Regions from separate parts of the Mus musculus genome. Here all the other regions are linked to region 1. Evidence: chromatin contacts called from public ChIA-PET data. All regions are on one chromosome and are shown on one strand. The core of a region is the stretch at or near the end of the contact, and the rest is flanking DNA. Distances in the headings are between cores, read along the strand shown.

Evidence for each region. ChIA-PET counts read pairs in DNA pulled down with a chosen protein or histone mark.
Region 2: an RNA polymerase II ChIA-PET map of memory CD8 T cells shows a contact between it and region 1, with 8 read pairs. The contact joins two enhancer-like sites. A contact is called at or near these places in 2 of 39 promoter capture datasets (embryonic stem cells and hippocampal neurons), 6 of 484 Hi-C or Micro-C datasets (CD4 T cells, the G1E-ER4 cell line, cortical neurons and 3 more), 3 of 115 datasets of contacts at active chromatin or transcription factors (embryonic stem cells, epiblast stem cells and memory CD8 T cells) and 2 of 9 other capture datasets (adipose tissue and embryonic stem cells).
Region 3: an RNA polymerase II ChIA-PET map of memory CD8 T cells shows a contact between it and region 1, with 1,043 read pairs. The contact joins the promoter of Rab5if here to the enhancer-like site in region 1. A contact is called at or near these places in 3 of 39 promoter capture datasets (embryonic stem cells, hippocampal neurons and neural stem cells), 3 of 15 datasets of contacts at CTCF or cohesin (the NIH/3T3 cell line, large pre-B cells and pro-B cells), 18 of 484 Hi-C or Micro-C datasets (B cells, CD4 T cells, the G1E-ER4 cell line and 14 more), 38 of 115 datasets of contacts at active chromatin or transcription factors (the 230-238 cell line, the HPC-7 cell line, the SCID.adh cell line and 23 more) and 4 of 9 other capture datasets (adipose tissue, embryonic stem cells, liver and 1 more).

Annotation. Positions count from the first base shown.
Region 1 is chr2:157,117,964-157,120,671 of GRCm38.p6, forward strand. It overlaps Samhd1 (SAM domain and HD domain, 1), which reads right to left. Exons shown (of 16, transcript NM_018851.4): 6 at 2,519-2,589. Among named protein-coding and RNA genes, the nearest start is that of Samhd1, 16 kb to the right of the region's middle. Within about 2 kb of position 1,313, at least 24 of the 459 cell types and tissues checked have an H3K27ac peak or open chromatin away from gene starts, as enhancers often do. A contact at or near this core is called in memory CD8 T cells, regulatory T cells and thymic regulatory T cells, where this site is marked.
Region 2 is chr2:157,456,288-157,458,995 of GRCm38.p6, forward strand. Src (Rous sarcoma oncogene) reads left to right here. Exons shown (of 15, transcript NM_009271.3): 4 at 790-1,044; 5 at 2,247-2,346; 6 at 2,556-2,573. The coding sequence starts at 798. Among named protein-coding and RNA genes, the nearest start is that of Src, 33 kb to the left of the region's middle. Within about 2 kb of position 1,319, at least 170 of the 459 cell types and tissues checked have an H3K27ac peak or open chromatin away from gene starts, as enhancers often do. A contact at or near this core is called in memory CD8 T cells and regulatory T cells, where this site is marked.
Region 3 is chr2:156,861,721-156,864,428 of GRCm38.p6, forward strand. Rab5if (RAB5 interacting factor) reads left to right here and starts at 1,402. Exons shown (of 4, transcript NM_026124.3): 1 at 1,402-1,697. The coding sequence starts at 1,584. 5430405H02Rik (RIKEN cDNA 5430405H02 gene) reads right to left here and starts at 1,225. Exons shown (of 3, transcript NR_027914.1): 1 at 879-1,225.

The sequences.
Region 1 (2,708 bases), core at 63-2,562:
AAAGTGTTAATAAATTTAGATCTATGAGAAAAGGATTGACTACTATTCAAAAACATTATCCTTATTAAGCTGGGGCTATAACTGCAGATAAGACAGTTAAAAGAAAAAAAAAGTATTCTTATAAATAAAGGGAAGATTGTATTTGTACTATTTGTATAGAAGAATTAATTCCACATGAGGTCAAGTATGAAATGAAAAAAGTAAATATATATTTTTTTAAAGATTTATTTATTTTTTTATTATATGTAAGTACATTGTAGCTGTCTTCAGACACTCCAGAAGAGGGAGTCAGATCTCATTATGGATGGCTGTGAGCCACCATGTGGTTGCTGGGATTTGAACTCCGGACCTTCGGAAGAGCAGTCGGGTGCTTTTACCCACTGAGCCATCTCACCAGCCCCTAAATATATTTTCTAAAGGCTGGAGATACAGCTTAGTTGTACAGCACTTACCTATCACATGTATAACATATGTATTTGACCCCTAGCGCACACACATCAGGCACGCGCACACACAAACACACATATAGCACACAGAGAGAGAGAGACAAATATACACACATGGCACACATACAATAACGGCAGAGTAGCTCCTAGATCCTATTAGATCAGTCCTGCTTGAGAAAGAAATTATAAACCCTGGACAACTAACTCCCTAACTGTTCATCGGCCAAAAGCAAGCAGGTGTTAAAAGGGAGGAAAAGTAGGAGGGGACGGGCCAAGAGCTATCTATTCACACAGGGTGAGGTTGTGGACTAGCATCTGGGATTTTCACACGCTGCTTGTGAGCGGGTAAAGTAGAGCACACTGGAAAACCCAGTTAAGTAAACATCTGGCATATGACTCAGTAATTCTACTTCAGGTATTCAGTCAGGAGACAGGAGAAGATATTTCCACAGAGCTGTTATACAGCATCACCCACAGCAACCTGAGATGTAGTAGCTCAAATCCAAAACAACATGAAGTTCATCCAAAGAAGCAAGGACAAACTGTGGCTCATACACTAGGATACAATCTTAGCAGTAAGAAGCCATCAACGTGCAGGAATCTTAAAATCATTATACGGCACAAAAGAGCATTCACTTATGACTGTACTGTGCCGGGGAGCAAACCTAACAAGTCAATTGTTGTCAAGGGATCTCCCACTAACCTTTGCTCTTAGCCCACTTATCAACTTTTTAAATGGTTAAACATTAGAGGAAGCCCCCCTAAGCCCCCCCCCCCACGAAGTGCAAACAACAGGAAATCATATTTGCAACAGCTTTGATAGTATAAGGGAAACCAAGATACCACATCTAAGAGGAGAGAGGTGAAGCTGTGTGTGTGTGTGTGTGTGTGTGTGTGTGTGCACTGCTGTGGGTCTGATCGCCAGCATCACAGAAAACAAGCCTGACACAAGGGAAATTTCCAAATGATGAAAATGGTCCACATCCCCACTTGCCAAACTCAGATCAGCTCTGCACAGTTTCAGCCAGGAGGGATGGATAGATAGCACACGCCTTTAATCCTAGCTCTACAGAAACAGAAGCAGGCAACAGTTTCAAGGCCAGCTTGGTCTCCACAGTGAGACCTTGTCCTAGAATAAAAACAACACAACATATATCTGCATAATTTATTGAATGCAAATTATACCTAAAAAAAAAAAAAAAGAGGGCAGAGAACAAAGGGCTTGGCGTGTAAGGAGCTTTCGTCTTGCGTCCCTGCGCTTTTCTATGCCAAGGGTAGTAGAAACTGGGAAGCCAATCTCATTTCTCAGAAACTGCTTCAAAATGTACAGGTTCATCTCCAGTAAATGTGTAATTATAAAGGGTTCGCTTAAAGCCTGAAGTGAGGGTGTACCATACGCTCAGCATTGGGGAGGCTGAGGCAGAACAGAGGACAAAGTCACCCTGAACTATATAGGAAGACCCCGTGTTAAAACAAACGCTCAGTTACTGAGACCGACGATACTTAAGTTCACGGCTATTACCAAAATGAAAGCTGAAGCTGGGCTTTAAAAACAAACCCTAGGGGTTGCCGAGATGGCTCAGAGTTTAAGAGTAGTGTCTACTCCTCTAGAGGTCCTGAGTTCAATTCCCAGCAGCCACGTGGTGGCTCATAACGATCTAAAATGAGAGCTGATGCCTAAGAGTTCTGATTCTGCAGGCAGAATATTGTATATATAACAAATGAATGAACAAATAAATAAATCTTTAAAAGAAAACAAAGTCTACAGTAATCTGACAGAGTAGAACGGACACTGCATTGAAAGAGGGGAGCTGGCTCTCCAGGGCTGGTCCACCACTCCATGACCCTGTGAAGTCAGGCACATCTCTATGCTTCTGAGGGCTCTGAACAGAAGATAAGGTCCTTTCTCCACAGGCTACTGTGAGGGCTGAAACACAGACCCATGAACAGAAGCACCCTGAATGCTGTCCCAGGGAAGGATGCTACAACACACAGAAGGAAACAGATCTTAGTTGAATAACTAGATAAAATACTACTTCTTTCTATGGACTTTGCGACACATCAATACATACCTTCCACTTTTTCTCTGGGCGAGCCCGTGGGATAAACCTTCCATCAAACATATGAGAAAATGGCCCATGACCTAAAAACAAAAGCAGTCTTCAAATAAAAAAAATATTTATAAATTGGTAAAAACTGAAAAGTTAAAAAATTTTTGTTTACTTTGAATATCAACAGCTACTGTTAATAATGTATACATTA
Region 2 (2,708 bases), core at 69-2,568, 340 kb after region 1:
TTCTTTCTTTCTTTCTTTCTTTCTTTCTTTCTTTCTTTCTTTCTTTCTTGATTTATATGTAAGTAAGTACACTGTAGCTGTCCTCAGACATCAGGAAAAGGAATCAGGTCTCGTTACAGATGGTTGTGAGCCACCATGTGATTGCTGGAATTTGAACTCAGGACCTCTGGAAAGGCAGTCAGTGCTCTTAACTGCTGAGCCACCTCTCCAGCCCCAGTCCACCTCTTTTCACCATGTGGGTCCTGGGGATTGAACTGAGGTCAGCAGTGTCTGTGACAGGTGCCTTTACCTGTGTAGCCATCTGCCTGACCCAGGAAGTAACTTTGAGCTGACAGCTGAAGGAAACTGAGTTGGGAGGTGAAGCTGTCAGGGAATAGTGTTTGCAAAGGTCCTGTGACCAGGAGGCCTGGCCATCCCTTCTTCAAGCCACCGTACTGTACTGCACCTTCCCCCAGTGTTAGACGACTTGTCAGGCATGGATTCATTCAGCAATCCTTAAATGAGCCCCTCCTATGTGCTGGGGACATAGATATGACTCAAGTGTCCCTGCCTAAGAAAGACTGAAACTGACTTTGGGTCCAGCAGTCAGGACTTTGGACTGGTATGTCTTCTCTCCATAGCTGTGTCCTAAGGTGCCAGCAATTCATTTGACAGGTGTAATGAGACGAGTCCTCCCAGGGTGGCTAGTCCCCTTCTTAGGACCTCAGTTTCCCTATCCGATAAGTGGGTGGGGTGGCTTGTCTCCTCCCAGAGGCTCTCCTCTACCTCGGGGATTTCTGTCGCCCCTAGCCAGGACCATGGGCAGCAACAAGAGCAAGCCCAAGGACGCCAGCCAGCGGCGCCGCAGCCTGGAGCCCTCGGAAAACGTGCACGGGGCAGGGGGCGCCTTCCCGGCCTCACAGACACCGAGCAAGCCCGCCTCCGCCGACGGCCACCGCGGGCCCAGCGCCGCCTTCGTGCCGCCCGCGGCCGAGCCCAAGCTCTTCGGAGGCTTCAACTCCTCGGACACCGTCACCTCCCCGCAGAGGGCGGGGCCTCTGGCAGGTCAGCCCTCCCCCTTGCTGTGTGTCCCTGAGCTGTGGTGCACCCTCTCTGGGTTCTGGGGACTCGGTTTTCCCGAGGCTGCGAATGGGGAAGGATTCGTAAACTGGAAAGCGGGGCTCCTGGCGCTTTCGGGCTCCCAGGTTCAGAGTATATAACGGGTTCTGAAGGAGAGGGTTGTAGGGGAGGGGACCCTGAGGCCCTCAGGGGATGGACCGCCACGGACTAGCTGCCGCCTCCGCCCAGCCTTTGTTCCTGGCTCTGCTGTGCGATGGCCCGAGTGCGCCCCTGCGCCCTCTGCTGGCGCTGTGTGGTGCGGCAGCCCTGCCGCCCAGGAGCTGAGCGGGGTGACTCACGCTCCTGCATGCATGGCTACACACCCACACGTGCAAATCCCACACTCTGACGGAGCCATACTCACGGCTGCACGCCCATGCGTGCAAATCCCACGCTCAGACAGAGCCACACGCATGGCTGCACACCTACACGTACAAATCCCACCCAGACTCAACCATGTTATATGCCCACATTGGGCATGAACCCACACTGAGTGGAGACACCAACAATTCCTAGAGACACCTGGGCCAGAGCACACACAGATACAGGTGTGCATACAACCTCGCCCCCTCAGATGGGCCTGTCTACCATCTTGCATGCAGAATGCAGACACGGGATGTAGGGGTTCCCAGCTCCACATCCCACCACAGGAACTTGGTTGTGGTGAGACCTTTGGACGGGCAGCCCACTTCCCGCCATGCAGCCACACACCCATTCGATCATTTGAGAAGCATTTGTGGAGCCTCGGGCAACCGAGGGTGGGATGCAGGATTCCACGGAGCAGCTGTGGGTGAGGGGAGAATCAGGGGAAGGGTCCTGAAACTTGGACCAGAAACCTCGAGCTGCCAGGCACACACACAGGCAGAGTCCCTTAAGTGTGGGGCTTGGGGCATCTTCTGTGTGCTGCCCCTGAGTGCAGAGCAAGGGAGCCTGATCTCGGGGGGGGGGGGGGACAGGGACGGGGGGGACGGGGACGGGGACGGGACTTCTGCTTGTGTCAATAGACTCATTAGATAAGGAACACCTAGTCTGCAGCCCAGCAGGAAGGCACAGCGTACTTAGCTTCCTCCCAGGGACAGGCTGGTGAGTGAGAACGGCGCCTGACCCAGCCCCTGCAGGGTTCTGACACCTCTCATCCTTCTCTGCAGGTGGGGTGACCACCTTTGTGGCCCTCTATGACTATGAGTCACGGACAGAGACTGACCTGTCCTTCAAGAAAGGGGAGCGGCTGCAGATTGTCAATAACACGTGAGTGGCCTGGCGGGGACTGCACTGGGAGCGTGGGTCTGTCTTACCGAGAGCTGCCGGCAGAGGGCGGTGCAGAGCCTACAGGGCTGCTTCTGCTCTTGGTGGGTGGCGGCCCTCCCTAGACCCCAACCAGTATCCTCCCTTGTCCTGGGCCCTGTCTTCGCACCTCAGCCTCTCCTTCTCTCTGCTTCTCTCTCGCTGGCCCTTAGGAGGAAGGTGGATGTCAGGTGTGTACCGAGGCCAGGTAGAGGGGGATGCTTCGCTGAGGCTGGGGGCTGCTCTCTGCATGTGCTTCCTCCACCGCCCCTGTGTGTTTCCAGCTCTCTCCCCGTCCCTTTAGCTTACCCTGCATCCCACCTGTA
Region 3 (2,708 bases), core at 152-2,651, 260 kb before region 1:
GGCAAAACACCCATACTATGGAATGAAATAATTATTTTTAAAAAGAAAAGAACTCGGATTTAGAGTAAAATAAACCCAACTACTAACTCAATGATTCCAGGCAAATTACTTTGCCTTTATAAACTCACTGCATAAAAGTGATGTTCCGGGCTGGAGAGATGGCTCATAGATTAAGAACACTAGCTGCTCCTCCAGAGGTTCTAAGTTCAATTCCCAGCAACCACATGGTAGCTCATAACCATCTATAATGTGATCTGGTAACCTCTCTTCTGGCCTGCAGGCAAACATGCAGCCAGAACGATGTATACATAATAAACAATTCTTGGGGGGTTTTTCTTTTCTTTTGTTTTTTAGTGATATCCCTTAGCATAGCACATCCTGTGTGGCACCATCTGGAGGATGGGACTGATTTTGCTCATTTGTCTGTTTGAGGCAGCATCTCTCACTCTGTATGCTAGACCAGCTTCGCTGTGTAACCCAGGTCAGACGGGGCACGGGATCTTGGAATGTAGCCAGGCCAGCCTAACATTCCTCCCCGGGTTTGGACTGCAGACGAGTCACAGTGTACACCACAACGTGTCTTTGTACAAGTTCGCAGGGGGTGCTGCTCCTTCTGTCCTTTCAAAACACATCCTGGGAAGTGCTAACAACACACAGTGAGGACGGGGTAGCTAGCCCGACACCTACTACTTTTCTATTCCCCCTAGTGGGGTTCTCCCCTGGTTTCAACTTGCCTCATCCTTAGGAAAGAATTTCTCTCTTGGGATCTCAGCTTCACATTCGGATCTCAGAAGAGAACGCTGAGCAAGAGGAGACGTTAGGGTTCACAGAATTGTTTTTTTTCCCGTTGAGACAGGTTGTCGTGACCGGGGACTTACCATCCTCCAGCAGGTAGACAGGCTTGCACCATCGCCAGGCGAGGGAACTTTGGTTTGGTTTTTGTTTTTGTTTTGTTTTCCATAGTCATGAACAAAGTCGTGAATAACGTGTAGGTTTAGGAGAGAACGCACAGAAGGTAACTCCAGTGGGGCAGCCCAGGGCTTCCGGGGACCAAGGACCCGGCTCGGGAGGCGGAGCAGGATGCAAGGCCACTTCTTCTTTGTGTCGCTCCGGGGGACGAGCCGCGGCTCAGCCGGCAAGGAAACGTACAATCTCGGCTTTCCTCGGAGGGGCTGTGCCTCAGTCTTCACAGCGCCTCCTCGCGCACAGATCGCCTCCGGGCCGCACTTGTCCCTTCTCGCTCACCGTCCCCTGGCGTCCGCCGGAAGCTTCTGTCACTTCCGCCCACCGGAGGGGACGCTCGCGTCGAGGCGTCGCCGAGCTTCGGAGCCGACCGCCGCGTGGCCGCCGATTGGCTGCGTGCGCACGTCATCAGGGCCCCGCCCCTCCCTCGGCGGCGCCTGCTCCGTGGAGCTTAGCGAGCCGGCCGCTGGGCAGAGCGAGCAGAGCCTCGGCGGGCCACTGTCCCTCGCTGCCCGGACTACCGCTGCCGCCCCGCGCGCCGAGTCCCGCGGTCCCAGACCCCGACTCCCTTCGGCTTGGCCCGCGCGCCCCACGCCCGGCTCGGGCGGCGCGACGGGAGGATGAGCGGCGGGCGGCGGAAGGAGGAGCCGCCTCAGCCGCAGCTGGCCAACGGGGCCCTCAAGGTGTCCGTGTGGAGCAAGGTGCTGCGGAGCGACGCGGCCTGGGACGACAAGGTGCAGAAGGCCCGGCGAGGGAGGACGGGCCCGGGTCTCCCTCGCCCCGGCCAATCGGCCGGGCGCGGCCATGGGAGCAGGGAGCGGGGTGCCAAGGGGGCCGGCGCGTAGTGGAGCGAGCGGAGCCCCTGCTATCCCCCGCCGTTTGCTCCGCAGGATCCGGAGTAGTTAGCGCTTCTGAAGACTGCGCACGTGCCGGGTGCGGAATCCCTGAAGTGCGTTTACTTTGCACATTGCGAGGGGTGGCTCTGTCCTTGCTCGCTTAGATGAGAAAGAAGACATGCCCTGTGAGCTTTAAGATTCGAGAGCCGGTTCTAAGACCACCTTAAGAGGGTGTGAGTTAGTAAGAAAGTCGCTAGACATGGGTTAGAAGAGGTTGGGGACTTAAAGATGCACTCGCTGGTCATCTCCAGAGGATCTGAGCCTGGACGCCTCCTATCATTGCTCCATTCTGTGATCTTCAAGCCTGTCACCATTCAGCCCGATTCTAGATGGTTTGAAAAGAATGCTATATTTGGACTCCTTCCGTTGTTTGGACTGTTGAAATTGGGCTTCCCTCCCTTCAGTTCCGCCATGGAGGGGGGGAGTACTTCCTGAAGGTGCCCTTGGCCTGCCCCCAGCCCTGCCCAGCTCTTGCAAAACCTGTCGTCTTTGTGAACTGCTGTGTCATATTTTTTATCTTCCCCGGTCCAAGGACTGGTGTCTGGAGTCCAGGGCAGTTCACAAACCTGAGTGCTCTTTGTTGGGTGAAACTTAGATGAGCTGGCACAGGCCTAAGCACACACTTCTCCACCACCACACTTTCCTAACTCTGGCTTTCTCAAAAGTCGCTGTACAGGAAGGGTGGGAACTGAAGTTAATAGTTTTTCTTCCTGGAGACTCTCTAGAACTTAGCTGGCCAGCCAAGGGTTATCTGTGGCCAGGAGCACAGTGCCCATTGTCACTTCAAAACAAACTTCTATTTACGCAGCTTCTTTTAAAGAAGTAACGACTTCTCTAAAATATGGTAGA